Linked DNA regions of Mus musculus: region 1 is linked to region 2. Evidence: chromatin contacts called from public promoter capture Hi-C data. All regions are on one chromosome and are shown on one strand. Each heading gives the region's core, a stretch centred on a gene start, on an enhancer-like site or on the middle of the called end of the contact. The rest is flanking DNA. Distances are from core to core; before and after follow the strand shown. Region 1 holds the start of Zfp280d (zinc finger protein 280D). Region 2 holds the start of Ice2 (interactor of little elongation complex ELL subunit 2).

Region 1 (6,318 bases), core at 2,846-5,345, 2.9 Mb after region 2:
GTTAGAAAAGTCTGTGATTGAACCCAATTGGAGGTGTGAAGTCTAAGCTTTAAACTGTTCGTTCACTGGATAAGGCTTTGTGTTCAAGGCCAATGAGATGGGGGAATTTGGAAGGAGTGAAAATTCAGGGTTATAGGAGAACAGGAGTTTTTCATGATAGGAGATTTTAAAAACTGCTGCCTTGTGCCAAATCAGTATTCCAGTTGTCGTTTTTTGGCCTTTTCTCTAAACCAGCATAGTTGTATGTTTGCAACTGCTTCTTTTCACTAGTTTCTTTTTCACTAGTTTCTTGAGGTTTGTACTGGCTGGCTTTTTGTCAACTTGACACAAGCTGGAGTTATCACAGAGAAAGGGGCTTCAGTTGAGGAAATGTCTCCATGAGATACAGCTGTGGGGTATTTTCTCAATTAGTGATCAAGGTGGGGAGGGCCCATTGTGGGTGGTACCATCCCTGGGATGGTTGTCTTGGGTTCTATAAGAAAGCAAGGTGAGCAAGCCAGGGGAAGCAAGCCAGTAAGAAACATCTCTCTCTCCAAAAAAAAAAAAAAAAAAAAAAAAAAAAAAAAAAATCTATCTCCCCATGGCCTCTGCATCAGCTTCTGCTCCTTGACCTGCTTGAGTTCCAATCCTGATTTCCTTTAGTGATGAACAGCAGTTTGGAGGTGTAAGCTGAATAAACCCTTTCCTCCCCAACTGGCTTCTTGGTCATGATGTTTTGTGCAGGAATAGAAACCCTAAGACAAGCTTATTATTGTTATTTCCAGTACTCATACTAACTTTCCTAAGTCTTCCCCTCTCTTATATCCCTATGATGGAATGTGTATGAAACTTCTTCCTAACAAACTCCAATTCTGTTATTTCCTGGTTCATCCTGAAATTCTTTTCTGAGGCAAAGTGAAATATCACATCTTAACCTGATTATGTCCCCATTGCTACTGCTACTAGTAGCCAAAAAGTTTTAAGGATGCAGTAATCAAAATTATTCAAATGTTGTTTCTTGGGAAGATTAATCTGGAAAGGTAATCAGCATGTTGGCTACATTGATAAGGAATATCTGCAAAAGTTTAGAGCTGAAGAGAAAAAACTTAATCAAAATAGGAAGGCAGGTTTGTGAGAGGCAAGAATTTAAGTATTGTTCACACTTGAAAAATTAGGCTACTATTGTCATTGATCTTTGGAGAGCTCTCAGTGTAGGAAAGTTTCTGTTCTGATCAGGCCATACCTTGCCCAGATCAGCTCCATCTTGACTACAAATGCAGAAGCAGAAGGATCACATATTTTATCTGTACACAGAGACACTGTGGTGACGAAGACTGATGTTTTTCATTTATTTTATTATTTATTTTTACCTTTGGTTTTTTCGAGACAGGGTTTCTCTGTGAAGTCCTGGCTGTCCTGGAACTCACAATGTACACTAGGTTCGCCTCAGACTTGGAGATCCACCTGCCTCTGCCTCTGCCTCCTGAGTGAGTGCTGGGATTAAAGGTGTGCACCACTGCTACCCCACTGAGGCAGAAGGGTTTATATGTGTCCTCGCTTTCTTAGAGATTCCATTCCTTTACTTGCCTTGAAAGACCCACAACATGAGGACTCCCCCACATTCTGACTCAGGAGAGGCGACACCCCAAATCACTCACGAGAAACGGTCTCGCTGCAAACTGCAAGAGGACTTTTATTCAAGAGCGCTTTTGGGCCCACAGTCATATACCACACAGGGGTAGAGGACCCCTGGCACCCCGAGTAGTTGGGTAAGGGGGTATTTAAAGGAAGAAACCACAACTCAAGGAGGTGGGGAGGGCGTTGTTGGAAAATACCAAAAATACCAGTTAAGAGTCATGAGGTGGTGGAAAGTCAAGACAGTTTTCTAGGAGCCTCTAACAATAGCACCTTTGCACAGCGGGTTCCAGCAAGAGTCAAGGCAACTTTCTTTGAATGAACGCTTCCTGAACCCAGGAAGTGGGTGGGTGGAGGAATGTTGCTATCTGTTTTATGATTAGCATGCCTTGGAGCATTGAGTCACAAAGGTCACATTCTTAAGCCTGGGCCTAAAGGCCTAGAATTTTGTTTTTAGGTTATACTTTTTCAGCCTTATAGCCTACTTGTTGCGTGTAATTTTAAAAACCTGTTACCAACCTTGCCTGGTGTCACAGCCTGCACTCCAGCCTCTCTGGGTTTAGCTCTGTGATCTGCCACCACCAGTCTCATTCAGCTCTGCCAATGACCAGCTGGTCATTTTTCCCAGGAGCTGCAATTGCTCCCCCAACCCTCTCAGGCTAACTTCCACCAGCAACTGCCCTGGCTGCCCTCTTTCTTCTCCTGTCCACCTTAGCTACATGGATAGAAAACATTAGACAGTTTTATTATTTTAAAGCTAGCCAGATAACTCAACAGCTGGGTAAAGAATTTCCTGCCCCAATTCTATCAGCCAGCTCCCCACAACCTTCTCAGTCCTTGCTGGCAGCAGAGGCTACAATAATTCTAAGTGTCCCAAGATCTACATGACTTCAGCTTCCCTTTCCATCCAAATCCTGGTCCAAATTCCTCTCTCCCTGTGTCCCTTCTCTTCTGGGACCTGCAAGTCCCACCATTTTTCTTTCGTCCAGCAATTGGCTTCCCCCCTTTTTATTGACACAATCAAGAACCAAGTAGGGATACAACACCTCCCTCTTTACCTACTCCTTTAGAATTCCAGGGTATCTTGAAGACCCACTGAAACATCCAACCTGAATTGAGCAATTACTGAATTCTTGGACTTTTTGTCCATAGCCAGCCATTGTTGCTTATAAGTCATTCTAATAACCCCCCTTTCTATGCACATGGATTCATTCTCTAAGTTCAGTTAGAAAACTAATAATATAGGTACCTAACACTGAGATGGTGACTGAATTGCTAACCTCTCACCTGACCACCTGGTGTCTCTTTCAAGGAAGTGATAGGCAGACAAATCCTAAATTCACAATACTGGGCTTAGCCCACCTGCAGTGTCCTCCTTCTGTCTTTCTAATGGATCTTGCTCCTCTCTGGCTTCTAGCCCCCTGTGGTCCTGTTCTGCAGCCCTAGCTCCACTGGCCTCCTATTGGGTTCCCAGATCCCTTCCCTTAGTATCTGCAACTCACTTTATATATGTATCAGCTTTCTGCTTTTGTCCTCTGAAATCTGCTGGTCTCTTTAAACCTTTTGTACCCATTCTCTAAGTATGAAATGTATTGAGCTAGTAATTAAGACTGGAATAAAAGAAGCTTTGATCGCCGAGAGCCTGGTATCTATAGACACTGAGGCTATTTGATAGAAGGTAGCTCATAGTATTTGAGTTTATGTGTATCTGTGTTTTTTTGTCTGTATATATGCCTGTGTGCCACTTTAGTGTCTGGTGCCTACCGAGGCCAGAAGAGGGCATCAGATCCCCTGAACTGTAGTTGTGTGCCACCATGGGGTGCTGCGAACCAAATTAGGGCACTCTAGAAAAGCAACATGGGCTCTTACTCATTTTACATCTCTCCAGCCCTCGTTTTATTGCCTCTTTCTTTCTTCCTTCCTTCCTTTCTTTTTTTTTTTTTTAACAAAATCTGACATCGTTCAAACACACAAATGTCCATCTACATTTCGGACATAACATGGTGTCTGTTTCCTTACAGATCCGACTTACGATGAAGTATTCTTATAAATACATCGGCCATTTTTTTCCACCTCCAATTACGGATTACTATTCATACAATAGGAGTGAAAAAGATACCCAAACAAAAACGTACTTTCCAAAAACAACGTGGTACTATCCTGGAAACTCATCTCCTTTTCCTCTCACACCCTTCCCCATGCCCTTTAACCCTCGCACACGGAGAAGGATGGAACTCACTGCTGAGTGCCTACAAATTCTAGGCCTGAGGCGGCCATGAGCGCCACGGCCTAGCTCAGCCCGGTCCCCGCGTGTCCTCGCCGGCTGCTAGGGCCCGGCCGGCCCGGGCCTTCGAGGTCCGCAGCACGGCGCATATGGCCGCGCTCGCCTCCCGCGTTGGCGGGAAGACTGGGAGCGCGGACGCGCGAGGCCAACCCGGAGCCTACCCATGAGGCACTGCGCCCTGGCTCGCGACAGCCCCCTCCCCCCTCACGGCGCCCAGCAGCCCCGCTCCGCGATGGGAGCCGGAGCGGCCTCGGCGTACACAGCCCGCGCTCCTCCCTCGCCTCCTCCTCTTTCTCCTCCTCCTCAGGGCTCCAGTCAGGCCGAGCCGCTCCGCTCACGGTAAGCGTCCCCCGCCCCGCGCGGCCGCCCGCCCGCCCGCCCGCGAAGGCCCTCCCGCGCGGCCGCGCCGCCGCACTCCGGGGGCGCAGGGTGGGGGTCTCGGGCCGCGGCGCGTCGGCGAGAGCGCCCGGGCCGGGCAGGGCAGGGGCCGGCTGCGCATGGGGCCGGGCCCGCCATCTTGCCGGGCCTGGCGCGGGAGGGTTCCCGGCGCGACGAGGCGAGGCGGCCGGCGGCGCGGCGGCCCACAGTACAGGGCCGCCCAGCCGTCGCCTCGCCTCGTCGCCTCGCCACCGCGCAGATCCTCCCATCGCTTTCTCAGCCCGGCTGTGCTCTCGGGGGACGACTCCCCTCGGTCCTTTGTACCTTGTCCGCGGGTGTGTGTGTGTGTGTGTGTGTGTGTGTGTGTGTGTGTGGCGGAGACCCGAGCTCACAACCCAACCCACTCGACTCTTCACGCAAGAGCAGAACCCCACTGGCGTTCGCCATAACAGCCACAGAGGCCTTACCTTGTGCTAGACGACCGCTCCTATCTAGCCACCTTTCTTGTCAAAGGAATGTCCCCACTCTGCCATAGCCCCGCTATTGTCTACCAGAGGAGGGCTTTGAGGAGAACCGAGCCTGACAGATTTTCCAGCTGTGCGTTGCAGGTTTCACTTAATAAACCACAAACGAGTGGTCGCGCTGAGGTTTTAGCCTGCGCAAGAAGATGGTGTTTTCACGACCAACCTGCATTTGTAACCCGTTAGGAAAGAAATATGCTAGGAAAAAAATGGACGTTAACCTGCTGCGAGCATGGAGACTTTTGGCTTCACGAAGAAAAAAAATTTTTTTTTTAAATAGTCCGCCATACTTAAACATTTGGCTTTATTTTCAAGTTTGGACTGAATCATCTAAATACTTGGACGTCTTTTAGTGCCCTTAACCATAAATTCACACGATGGAAGTAAGAGTTTGAAGGTACAAAACCCTTCCCTTGGCATCTGTGTGCTATCTTGTTTTGAGAGATGACTGTACCAACTCAAGTTGTTTGGATGTAACTGATAGGGTGAAGGGACCGGGTTGGAGGACCTTGTGCTTTTTGATGGTCCACCATCTGCACTAAAGCCATCCTTGAGTTTGAGTGGTTGTATCTGTCATTGGTGTCAATGTTTACCTTGGGCTACTTTCGGAGACGTTTTTGTTGGCAGAGCAGTTTTGAAGGTCAGCCTCAGAAATGACGATGAGAACGCTTGGCTACCGGGGCCATTACGGAACCTTAAGTTTTAGGACTCCTCATTCAGCTCACCTCAGTATTTTATGTCCCATTTTCACTGCAGTGAGGTTCCTGAGAATAGGTGAGGAGGCACAGGCCTCCACATTTGAGAAACTCCGTTTGCCATTAGACTCTAATTTCTGGATCATTTGTTATCTTTAGATGTTATTAGTGGTCATGTTCTTTCCAAGCACACTGGGGAGTTGAATATAGCATGTTCAGATGCCTACCACCTAGTGTGAATATTTGTAAACATTTTGTCACATTTGCTTTGTCTCAGTCTGCTGAATATGTGAATGATTGCTAAAGACGTTACAGTTCACCCCTAAGTACTGGATATGTATATCAATAAAGAAAAGATAAAGGCCACTTTCTCTATACTACCGTAACAGAATACCATGGTCACACCCAAGAAAAATATTTGCTAAAATGCATTTAGTACATAAAGTTAGGGCTAAAAAACTTGAATACATTCAGGCTTAATTATTTTTTTACAATATTTCATAAATCATCTGGAACACTTCATATTATAAAAAGTGGGGAGACAGTATATGATTAGTAATTCTAGCTTTAGTCTCAGTTAAAATGTTGACTATTGAAACTGTTCCTTTTGCAATTAGCATGTAGTCTGGCATAGTTTTAGTGCTTAGTATGAATTCACCTTCATCTCTGGTAAAATAGAATCCATTCTAGGAATGACTGGAGTTAGGAAGAAAAGGAGCAGTTTTGGAGACTAGAATATGCTCAGTTTAATCAATTTGTAATTGGCCAGTCTGGTGGGGCATGTTTTTAATCCCAACACTCTGGGAGGCTGAGGCAAGTGGATCCT
Region 2 (5,905 bases), core at 3,243-5,742:
CAAGGAGGCGGTACCAAAGCAACAGGTGTTCCTAGTACACACTGAGAAGAGCAGCCAGGGGAGGATCCTGGACTCAGTAGTAGGAAAGGGGAATCTTGTAAGAGGCACAGATAGAGAAATAAAATACCCTGGCCTTGGCCTTGGAGCTGAGGTGGGAAGTACCCCTCAGCAGGGAAAGAGTAGAAGAGAGGGTCCCAGTAGACTTAACCAACAAAGATCATGGTGCCCCTAGCTAGGAGTCTCCTGGGCCCTGTAGGCTTATAGGTTAAATGGTGTGAGACCTCAGGCAGCACAGTGCTTTGACTCCGGACAAGGGCTTGAATCAAACAGCCTTCTGACGCCATCTTGAAATGGTACATATTATCTAAGTTTGGACTACATTAAGGGTCAGAAATCCTCATGTATTCCCATCTCTGAAGCCCCACGGACACTCCCCTGCACTAGTCAGTGGGTAGGTGCCTCACAACCCAACTTTGGAGTGACCTAATGACTCTGTCACAACCTAGCATGATTCTTGTGGAAATTTCCCTAAGCAATCTATTTTTAATAGAAACAGAAAAGCCAAAGAAGGGATTCCATGCAACTGCAGTTTGGTGGACCCGGACTTACAGGATCATGTGGCAAAGGCAGCTGGGTCATGAGGAAGCCTCCACAATGCTGAGGAACAGGTACTTCACAACTCCACAAACCATCTTCTCTTCCCTGCAGCTGCTTCTAAGTTATATAACCTCGGGAGGGGGCGGGGCAGCATGAGTTCCCCCACCCCCCATACACACACACACCTGAGGATGTTAACACGCTCAATCTTGAGAGAGCTGTCAGTCATCACCGATGCTCTGCTTCAAGATGGCAACAATTATGTCATTGTAGAGGAAACACCTGCTCTCCATAGGGCCACTGGCGCCATTAGCTCCAAGACCAGCAGTGGAGCTCCTCCTGAGGTTTCACACCAGTGTCAGGTCAGGCCTGATGTCACTTAGCTACACAGTTCCCTCCACCCCTAGCTCCACCAACTTGTCACATAAAGAACAAGGGAAGAAGTCTGTGGTTCCAATGCCCAAAGGAGTGAGGTTAAACAATCAGAGGCAACAGTGGGGCCTAGATGTCAGAGGCCCTGCATACTCTGTCTGGAAACTCCCCGTTTGTTCCTTGAAGGGCACTACAACTGAAGAGACTTTTAGCATGTTGGGGCCTACCTGCAATCCCAACATTTAGGAGGCTGAGGCAGGAAGATTATAAGTCCTAGGCGATATAAACTGAGTATCAGGCTAGCCAAGGCTACAGACTGAGACCTTGTCTGGAAAATAAAATAGAAAAGTAAAAAAAGAAAGGAAGGAAGGAAGGAAGGAAGGGAGGGAGGGAGGGAGGGAGGGAGGGAGGTAGGCAGGCAGGCAGGCAGGCAGGCAGGCAGGCAGGCAAGCAGGCAAGCAGGCAAGCAGGCAAGCAGGCAAGCAGGCAAGCAGGCAAGCAGGCAAGCAGGCAAGCAGGCAAGCAGGCAAGCAGGCAAGCAGTAAACTGAGGAAAGTGCTGCCCTGTGCCCATGATACACTGGTAGGAAGGATCTGACATCCTGCTCCTAGCCACACCCACAGTAGCTGCTGTCCCCACACTTTGACCACATGCTTTTGGGAAAACTAGACATGAGCACAGCATGAATGGACCACCGGATAAAGGATTCAAAAGAGTAACTTTGCAAAGCCCAAAGAAGCCCAAGAGAACACAACTGAACCAGTAACTGGAGCTAGGAAGACAGAGTGAGATTTGAGAGAGAAAATCAAGTGAAAACCAGTTTTGAACAAGAACCAAACAGAAATGCTTAAAATCAGGAGCGAGTCTAGAAAAAATAAAAATAAAAAATAAAGTTCATTTGAGGATTAGAAAGCTGGCTCAGTGGCTAAGAGCACTCACTGGTTGCTCCTGTAGAGGACCTGAGTTCAGTTCTGAGCACTCACATGGTGTCTGTAATCCAGTTGCAGAGGATCCAACACCCTCTTCTGGCATGTGATACTACATATACATAGTGCACATACATACATACATGCATACATACGTGTGCAAATATACACTTAAAATTAAATTAAAATAAATTAAAATAGATAATGGCTGAAAAGATGGCTCAGCAGTTAAGAGCATTTGTTCCAGCACCCACATGGTGATTCACAGACATCCAATAGCTCCACTTTCAGGGACTATAACGCCCTCTTCTGATGCCCTACAGGCACTGCACACACAGACATATGTGCAGGCAAAACATTTATGCACATAAAACAAGACACATAAACCTGAAATAATTTATTTTAAAAATAAATATCTTTTAGAAAATTCACGTGAAAGCCTCAACTACAGAGCACATCAAGTGGAAGAGAGACTGTGAGAACTTAAAGGCATACCTTTCAAACTATCAAATTCAGAACAAAAGAGAAAAAAAAGGACATTCAAGATTTTGGGAGACAGCATTGAATGGGGGACAAACATTTCTATCACTGCCATACCCAGGTCAAGAGAATAAAGTTTAAATGTGTAGAACAGTCATTAAATGAAATGCTAACAGAAAGCTTCCCTAGCTTCAGAAAGGTATTGGACACTCATAAACCGGAGACCTCTGGATCCCCAGAAAAGACATGAGCAGAAAGAACCATCACCATTACATAACCACACTGTCAAGAGGATAGGGCAGCACTGGGGCTACAGCTCAGCGCTAATGCCTGGTTAGCATACTTAAAGCTCGGGGTTAAATCCCCAGAACAGCAGCAAGATAACAGCTAAATACGTGATAGAAAAGAACTGTAAAATCTGCAAAGCACTAAATCACATTTAATAGAAGCCCCATTAGAGTAAGAGGAAATTTCTCAGTAAAAGCCCTACAGGCAAGGAAAGCACAGAATGACATATTTCAAGTCAGGAAAGAAAACAACTGCCAATCAGGATCACTATACTCAGCAGAGCTATTCTTCAGAAATGAGGGGGAAACAAAGATCTTCCAAGATAAGCAAAAACTGAGGAAACTGGGGACTACCAACCTTACCTTACAATGGATACTTCATGGGGGACTCAGAAGTGAAAGAAAGATAACATCATGGGTGTGTTAAAACAGTAATGTTACTAGAAAATACACAAAAGACATATAGAAGAGAATCAGATATTTCAAGCAAGTGAAAGAGGGAAGATTAAGATGAGTAAACTTGAAAGGGGAATATTTATTTATTTATTATTTATTTATTTTTATTTTTAAATATTTATTTATTTATTTTCGAGACAGGGTTTCTCTGTGTAGCTCTGGCTATCCTGGAACTCACTCTGTAGACCAGGCTGGCCTCGAACTCAGAAATCTGCCTGTCTCTGCTTCCCGAGTGCTGGGATTAAAGGCGTGCGCCACCACACCCAGCTTAAAAGGGGGTCATCATTTATGGTTCTAGCCACAACATCTTGTCTTAAAAGATTTATTTTTATTTAAATGTCTCCATGTGTGTACCACATGTGTTTGGGTACTCTCGGAGGGCAGCAGGTAGGAGGGCAGCGGGTAGGTACCAAATCCTCAGGAGCTGGATAACAAATGTTTGTGAGCCACCTCATGTGGGTGCTGAGGACTGAACTTGAGTCCTCTGGAAGAACAGCAGCAAACAGTCTTAACTACCAAGCCTTTTCTCCAGCCCCAGTAACACTTAAAGTGGCTCGTCACTCTCTTTTTTGATCCGTTTACACACGATGACTTAGAGTCCCAAAAATCAGAAGTTCTGGAAAAGCCGGTTTTAGTTTTGGTCCTTCTTGCACTCAACACCAAACAGAAAATATTTGTGCTTAATCCATCTCTTTTTAATGAATTGCTGCAAGAATAGCGTGAGAGACTCGAAGGCCCACTAGCAGACATTGGCCTATCTCTAAAATGAAAAAGAGAGTGGAGTGGAGATTTTGGGTGTAATGAGAGCCTAGTATGTGTTGAGTAGTGCGCTAAATATAGCTTCATTCTTTGTCTTATTTAGACCTTTCCAAAACCCTTATCTGTATGTAATAAAAATTGATGATAGGGGCTGAATATGTAACTTGGTAGGGTGCTTGCCTGTCATCCTGAAAGATTAGGTTCCCTTTCCAACACCGTATACATGGGGTGTGGTGGTAGTGCATGTCTGTAATCCCAACACTCAGGATGTGGGGGTCATAAGGATGAGAAGTTCAAGGTTAGCCTTGGCTGGAGTACATAGGATATTTAAAGTGAACCTGCCCTACTTGAGACACTATTTCTAAGACAGACAGACAGACAGACAATCAAGCACACACATAAAAACTACTGACGAGTCAGGATCAGAATGAGGGAAGCCTGAAGTTACAGCCTGGGTCTACCTGGTCCCTTAACACTGTGGCCAGTCCTCCCTTTGCATTCGCGCGCAGGCCCGTCCCGCGGCGCTCGCGTGACGTCATCACGCGCGGCCGTGCGGGCGCCCTCGGGGCTTTTAAATGAGGCCTTCGTAGGCGGGCAGCAGTGAGTTCAGCACAAAACGTGTGTGGAAGCGTCGGCTTTTCTCGGGGGCCAGAGCCGCTTGGGACCCTGAGGTGGGCGGAAAGGCGGCTGCGCGCCGACTCCGGCTCGTCGGGAACGCGAGGGGCGGGAGAGGGAACATGGCGACGCGGGTCTGAGGCAGCGCCTCACCGGACTTTGCTCACAGGCCTTCCTCGGCGGCTTCCCTCACGTGTCTTCCTCGGCGGCTTCCCTCACAGGCCCTAAGGCTTTCCTCATTCGACCCCTCTCCTTCCCCGATACTTTTGTCTCCCTTTGCTTCTCTGTAGTTCCCTCCCCTCCCCCTCAGCCCCACACTCAGGGGAAAGGAGAGGTAGGTGGTAGGCGGAGAGGGACGCCCCTGAGACCCCATAGGGACCCAGAGGCCAGTTCCTGCATTGGACTCCTAAGTATCTCAAGGCCGCACGGGATGACAGGGACAGACACCCAGCGTGAGTGAAGAAGTCAAGCTACAGCGTTAATTCCGATGACACCTTTAAAGGTGCCTGTGAATTGTTTTCTGGAGTTGCTCGCACCTGAGTGTCACAAGTGCAAAGTTCTCTTTGAAAAGGACACGGTCCCTGGGATCCAGAGAGCCTTTTCTGTGTGCATCGCATGTCATAGACCGCCTCCATAGCTGTATATAACTAGAGGAAATGGAAACACGATTTGTATTGGTGGTAAGGGAGTGAGGGGAAGGGAAGACAGCCCTGCCATAATGTAAACAATGCGAGAACACAGGGCACCCTTCTGGTTTGGGGTCTTACTAACTCAGCTAATGTTGAGGCTAACACTCCTTGCATAAGTTAAAGGGAACGGATCTTTGCTACAAAGAATCGTTCTGCCTGCCTGTGTGTTTTAGTCACTTGAGGTAGATGCTAATCAAGCAAAGGCTTTTTATGACCCAAGGTGATATAGGTTTGATCTTGACCTTTTGTTTGTCTTCAGTTAACTGTAGACTCTAGGAAGGATCCGACCCTCACTCTCTGGGAGCCTTCACTGCCCAGCTGAAATAATTGTGGGCTAGAGTGAAGGAGAATTCTAGGAAGATGAGCTCTAGCATAACCATGAGTGAACCAAGGCTGAACTGGTGAGTTGGTCCTCTTCCTGATCCACTGTGAAGGAACAAGCTGGGGATGGTGGGTATCATAGGAAAGGAGATTTCTGGCCTGGAGAGATTTTATAATTTTTAGCCACCAGGGTCTCAGAAATTACCCTGTTCATATACCAAGTTTGTTGAGTTATAGCTGACTGATTTTTAAAGATTTTTTTTATTATGTATATGAGTACACTGTAGCTGTCTGCAGACACACCAGAAGAGGGCATCAGATCCCATTACAGATGGTTGTGAGCCACCATGTGGTTGCTGGGATTCGAACTCAGGACATTTGCTGAGCCATCTCTCCAGCCCCC

What was found. Promoter capture Hi-C pulls out the DNA fragments that hold promoters and counts their contacts.
Region 1: a promoter capture Hi-C map of liver shows a contact between it and region 2, with 7 times the contacts expected there. The contact joins the promoter of Zfp280d here to the promoter of Ice2 in region 2. A contact is called at or near these places in 3 of 39 promoter capture datasets (cranial neural crest, liver and pre-B cells).

What each region holds. Positions count from the first base shown.
Region 1 is chr9:72,270,793-72,277,110 of GRCm38.p6, forward strand. Zfp280d (zinc finger protein 280D) reads left to right here and starts at 4,096. Exons shown (of 22, transcript NM_146224.5): 1 at 4,096-4,237.
Region 2 is chr9:69,393,506-69,399,410 of GRCm38.p6, forward strand. Ice2 (interactor of little elongation complex ELL subunit 2) reads left to right here and starts at 4,493. Exons shown (of 16, transcript NM_145618.3): 1 at 4,493-4,548; 2 at 5,441-5,582. The coding sequence starts at 5,542.